2 separate regions of the Zea mays genome follow, and region 2 is linked to region 1. The links are chromatin contacts, called in public Hi-C maps. All regions are on one chromosome and are shown on one strand. The core of a region is the stretch at or near the end of the contact, and the rest is flanking DNA. Distances in the headings are between cores, read along the strand shown.

The links. A called contact is a pair of places that touch in the nucleus more often than the background predicts.
Region 2: a contact with region 1 is called in a Hi-C map of endosperm, with 3 times the contacts expected there. The contact joins the promoter of LOC100278145 here to the promoter of LOC103629647 in region 1. A contact is called at or near these places in 5 of 25 Hi-C or Micro-C datasets (ear, endosperm, leaf and 1 more).

What each region holds. Positions count from the first base shown.
Region 1 is chr6:102,315,182-102,318,192 of Zm-B73-REFERENCE-NAM-5.0, reverse strand. LOC103629647 (twinkle homolog protein, chloroplastic/mitochondrial) reads right to left here and starts at 1,411. Exons shown (of 21, transcript XM_008650737.3): 1 at 893-1,411; 2 at 231-361. The coding sequence starts at 1,319.
Region 2 is chr6:102,693,475-102,696,726 of Zm-B73-REFERENCE-NAM-5.0, reverse strand. It overlaps LOC100278145, which reads left to right and starts at 1,904. Exons shown (of 16, transcript XM_008650739.3): 1 at 1,904-2,918. The coding sequence starts at 2,046. LOC100147735 (filamentation temperature-sensitive H 2B) reads left to right here. Exons shown (of 5, transcript NM_001127249.1): 4 at 1-20; 5 at 266-770. The coding sequence ends at 610.

The DNA of each region.
Region 1 (3,011 bases), core at 162-2,661:
TGGATCACTAAAAATAAATGATACATCAGTATTGCATGTGAATTGAAATGTTATCTTGACTCACGTAATTTTGAATGGGTGATTTAGAGATGTGTCATTTCTGTGTAACAATTTCTTATCATTCATGTCTTCAATCAGATAGATTACTTGGTTATAAAGCTAAGATATAATTCATGGATAGACAGTAAACTGGAAGCAGCACAAGGTTGTAAAAAACAGATGCTCCATACCTGTGGACACAACATGCGCTGAAAATTTCCAAGTCTCCACTGCTTGGGATTAATACCTTCGTTTTTCAACTTCTGAATGATCTTCCCAAGCCTCTCCTCAGAAGCAGTTGAGTAGTTTTTTGCCGAAAGAACTGTAATGCAAAAACGAATGAACTGTAATGCAAAAAAACACACTAAATGGTTTAAAAACAAAGGTGCTTCTGCATCCAGTTGTTATAAGCAGAATGAAAATAATTAAATTATAAAAAATAGCAGCCTAAGTAGAGGAGAACAGACAGTGAAATTGAGGCCTAGTCAGCGCATATCACCAATTAATTTATATACGTCAAACAGGCTAACACCATTCGACTTAAATTTCTAAAATCATTTGAGCACGTGCATTGATCCGCTCTGCTACAAATTCCAAATCTCCAATTGGAGGAAGTTGCGTTTGAAGCATTTTCCAAATGTGAGCTCGCTCGGGACCATGAAAACTCAACACTTGTCTAGGGTCGAAGATACAACCATTGGCTGCGAAATAAATAAAACATCGACCACGCAAATTACCATACTTCCCCGGGTGCTTAGCTCCTAAGCCAAAGCCACTCAAAGTTCTTTTTATATACTGAAAAACGACAGACACATGGCAACGAGTGCTCCAGAGCTCGGGTACAGCGCATTACCGTTCCTGGAGCACGGGGGGGCGGGGGCCGACCGCCGCGAGTCGGGGGCGCTGCGCACGCAGCAGACCACCTCAGGCCGCCTGGGGACGCGTCCCGGCGAGAAGGAGTGGAGCAGCCGGATGCGGTGCCCCCCTGCGGCGGCCGTCGCAGCTAGACGGCGGCGCGCAGCGAGGAGCGGGCCCGAGTCCCCGCTGGCCGCGGCGGCGGAGGCGGCCATGAGGAGCAGAGAGTGGAGCGACGGCCGCGGGGGCATCACGGGGCACCGGGTAGGGTTCCGGCAGCCTGGTTGGTCAGAGGCGCGGGGACATGGGGCAGGCAGAGCAGGGGAGGAGGGGTTTGGGTGTGGGGGGCTTGGTAAAGAAGAAAGGGAGAGGCGGGGCGGGGGAAGATAGATTGGGTAGGAAGGGGGGTTTAGGGTTTTGTTCATTTCGCCTTCAACGTCGTCGTCGTCCGCCGCGCGTGCGGCGTTCCGGGGTTTCTGCGCCGTGTCTTTAGGGTCGGGTCCCGCTGTTCAGCGACGAATGGTACGAACGTGACAAATGAGGAGCCTTTCACCTGTGTGTTAGACTGAGCAGCTCTAAATGCCTCTAAAAGAATATTCTTTGTTCTTTACAGAACTCTTTAAAACATTCTGTCCTCTATATTTTCTCTATCTCCAATAACGTTCTCTAAATTTGATCTTCTATATCTACAGTAATAATATACTCTATATACTCAATTTTTTAACAAATTAATACAATTAGAACTCATGTACGTAACACAAAAAATAAGTTTTTTTTTATTTTGAAAGTTATATATTTTTCGAAATCATACTAGTACGTAGTTGAAAACCGAATTCTGGAATCTAAAAATATTTTTTATTCATATATTTATTAGGAGAACAATGAACTCAACGATGTTGTATATATTTTTTGGTGCTCGAAACAAAAAATGTTTGTATTTGTCAATAAAGATTCGTTGAATGCTTAAATTAATTTGAAATGTGATGAACAATCAATTTTTGCTTTGTGATGGTGTATCCGTATCGGCTTTACTTCGTGGCTTCCATCGTGACTGCGTATATAGCGCGTGCTTCAGCAACCGCTACATTTAGAGTACTCTGGAGGAGCGCTACAATTTACAGGGTTGTTTCCCGGTTGTTGTTGGAGGGTGAGGGGAAGCCGAGAAACGTTATATTTAATGTTCAGAACCGTATACAGGTCCTTGCTGGAGGCAACCTTAGGCTCCCAAACTCTTACTATGCCAGCTTTAGTGTTGTCTATTACTTCTCTAAGAAAACAATTTTCTCCTTATTTTCAAAAGAGTTCTAGAAAACACCTTGTTTGGTTGTAAATATAGCTCATCCTAAAGTTTCTTCTAAGATATAGAGTCGATGAAGACAAATACATAGAAAATGAGTTATTCCCTCTTTTCTAGGAAGAGCTCTTCAAACAATCTCCCCTTTAGTAGATTTTTTAAAGAGTTGTTGAAGAAGCTCTTGAAAGAGTCCTACCAAAAGAGACCTTATTATTTCACGCTTCCTTATATCCCTTCAAAATTTTAGAAGTCCAAACTACCTCCACCATTGTTGTTGAAAGTCACCTAGAGGGGGTGGATAGGCGAAACCTGAAAATTATAATTCTAAATATAAACTAGATCCCTTGATTAGTGGTTAGAACAAGATTCACAATTACCGGAGTATAAACTTAAGTCCTTTGCTTGCAATGAGTATTGTATTCAGAGTGCGGAATTTAATCAATAACAATACTACTAGGAATGTTGGTGGAGAATAATGCAAGAGGGCTTAGATAAGAAGAGTAACACAAGTTCTTTCTTGCAAGGAGTTGCTTCTCTAAATGTGGTTTTAACTTGAAGCAACACAAAAAGATATTAGCAAAGAGTAGCGCAAGAGAACTTAGAGAGGGAGAGAACAAGCAAATCACAAGCAATAAACACAAGGGACACGGGTGATTTGTTTTACCGAGGTTCGGCCCTTGAAGGCCTAGTCCCCGTTGAGGAGTCCACTAAGGACGGGTCTCTTTCAACCATTTCCCTCTCTCTATCGATCCCAAAGATCGGCGAGCTCTTCTTCTTCTCAAGGATCACTTAAGACCCCGCAAGGATCACCACACACTTAGGT
Region 2 (3,252 bases), core at 655-3,154, 380 kb before region 1:
TTACTGGCTTAGCCAAGCAGGTATACTACCTTTTCTATTGGAATTTTGTCAACGTACATGTTAACGTTTGCAAAGAATTTGCAAGTCGTCACGAACCATTTTGTGGTTTATGACTGACGACTATATGAATTCTAAGAACCAAACGGTGCTGCAAAATCACATGGTAGAGTCTGCTAGAATGGACAGCGATCTGTAGATATCTTGTCTCAATGCTTTACTACTACCGATCTTTGTCAACTGTACTGAGATCACAATGGTTCTGCAGATGGTTGTGACATTCGGTATGTCTGAAATTGGTCCATGGTCTCTGATGGAGGGTGGAGCGCAGAGTGGGGACGTCATCATGAGAATGATGGCAAGGAACTCCATGTCAGAGAAGCTCGCGGAGGACATTGATTCGGCCGTGAAGCAGTTGTCGGATGAGGCCTACGAGATCGCTTTGAGGCACATTAGAAACAACAGGGAGGCCATTGACAAAATCGTTGAGGTGCTCATTGAGAAGGAGACAGTGACCGGAGACGAGTTCCGGGCGATCCTTTCTGAGTTTGCCGAGATCCCTGTTGAGAACCGGGTTCCCCCAGCCACACCGGCGGCCGCGCTCCCAGCCTAAACCCTAGCCTTGTAGGGGAGGATTTTCTTGTTGTATGGTGTTCATATTTTGGATTCTTGGTGTACACTAACTCTACTAAATCTGCCGGATTTTCGGTACACGACATGTAAGATGTAACTTACTCATGGTGAATTAATAGTAAAATGTAATTAGATTAAAATAATAGGCCTGGCGCAACATTTTCAGTTTGTAGCTTCGCTTCTGGCGAGCGAAATCTCTTGCTATATGTTCCACGGTTCCTACTTCATAAAACTATATGTTCTAATTAAGAACTTGCCATTTTGTTTTTGGAACTGATGGGATCGGGATCAGCAAGTTGCCACATTTTTAAAATGCAAATCTAACCAGCAAAATTACACCTCGTTATTAGCCAGGTGTGATCCCATTCCCAAATTTGCTTGTCAATTGGTTTTGATCATCCTAAAAAGCTATACGCCTCACCGGCGCAGCCAATGAGTCGAGAATATGCGTTGGTTATGCTACTACGAATGTAACCGACCTCATTCTAGAGCAACGACAAGCCGGTAAATAAAAAGGAATAAAGCGTAAACCAGAACTGTCGCCAACAGATTATAAAGAATGACAACACAGTCACACCTGTCAGTGTCGTCACTGTACGGCAAATTAGCAAAAAGCATACGGGTCTTCACGTGCAAAAGCTAAGAAATATACGTACTCGCTCAGCTCCATAGCACTTCAACGTTTGCTTACTGAGATCAATAGAGAAGATAGAATATAGAAAACTAAAATATTCTTTAAAAATAGAGATAGATACGTATTAGATAATTAGGAATGTGCCCTTGCGTTACCACTAGGAATGTACCCTTGCGTTACCACGAGACAAAGAGAGTGTGAGAAGCAACGTTTAGACTACAAATATAATTTTTATTTATCTATAAACATTAAGTTATTTGTGGTATGGTGGTTAGCTCTAAATTTTTGTGCATAGATGTGTATGAGTTCGATTACTCGTTCTGCACTATTTTTTGTGGACACTGGTGTGGGGAGTGTGAAGTCGTGGTAGCACGTGCCTACATTAGATTTTTGATAGAATAGTATAGAAGATATTAAATATATTAATAAGTAAATATAATATTATCTCTGTCTAAAAATAGTAGTTATTTTAGTTCTTTGTTTTTAATGTTTATATTTAAATGCATAAAGATAAATCTAGACACATATTAAACACATACATCAAATAATAATAAATTTATTAACTAATAAAATAAATTTTAATTTAGGACGGACAATGTAAGATAAAATCTGGAAAGTGATACGTATGTATTTTGGGATGGAGTACTCCGACGCAAAACTCTCTCCGCTGCTCCGCAAACCAAGCAAGACCGGAAGAGCGCCCAGGCCCACCACAGCGGCCACTCCTCCCCCATTCCCGAGTCCCGACCAACCACCGGCACCGACGCGGCCGCTCCCCAGCATGGCCTCCACCGCCGCCGCGCCGCGCACCACGAAGGAGCTCATGGACGCCCTCACCGCGCACCTCTCTCTCTACCACGCCGCCGCGAACCCTAGCCCCGCCACCGCTGCTGCCTCTACCTCCTCCTCGTCACCGCGCGCTGCGATCCTCCGGTGGCTCGCCTCCCTCTCCCCCGCCGCGCGCGCTGCGGCTGCCACCTCCCTCCTCTCCCCCGCCGCGGCTGCCGCGCTGCTCTCCATGGTCCGCCGGCTCCGCCTCCGCGGCCACTCCTCCTTCTTCGTGCTCCACTCCTCGTCCCCGTCCACCTCCGCGCGCGGAGCCGAGGAGCCAACCGTCCTCTCGCGCCTCTCCCGGGGCCTCCTCGCCCGCGCCGCCGCCAGCTCCCGGGCGCAGGCGCTCCTCTTCGCCAACACCCTCCTCTTCCCCTCGTCGCCCGCATCGTCGCGGCGCCCCGACGTGATCACCGTCGCCGAAGCCTTCGTCGCTGACCTCGACGGCTTTGTCGCAGCCATGGATGAGATCTCTGGCGGGAGGTTCCTCTGCTGCGGGGAGGGGGAAGTGGACCTGGCCGCGCTGGCGTGTCAAGATTTCCCGGAGCTGCCCTGGCTTAATGCCAAGGGGTACTACGTGATCGAGGAGTTTCTGGCCAATAGGTTGGATATCGCACTGCGAATGTCGTGGGCAGCGGCAGGGGGTGGGTCAGCTGGAGGGAGAAAGGCGGTGAGAATTGGGAAGAGTGCGAAGGAGAAGGCTGGGCTTGCTGCAAACGCGTTCTGGAGGGAGAAGGGATATGCGGATTGGTGGATGAGACTGGAGCCTCGGATGAGAGCAAGTCTCATGGGGGTATTCTTCGGGAAAGGTGCAATGGCCCTGGTAATATGCTCTCTATGCTGCCTTTTGCTACAATCTGACAATTATGGATTTCAAATACTATGGGGTTGCATTTCACAATTCTATGCCTTATTTGCATAAGTGAACTCCAGATTTGGGAGTCATATCTGCAATTTCGTTATAAACTTCTACAATGGTTTTAATTCAAGTGTGATGGTTTGGGATAAGACATTTATTTGTTATTGTTACATGAATGAATTGTCAAGCTGTGATTTAGTTAAGATGTGCATGGGGCAAGTAACTCTGGGTTGTGTTTATTAAGGGTGGTGTATCCCATACTGATGCATTATTGGGGTGGCTATCGTTGACCTTTTAT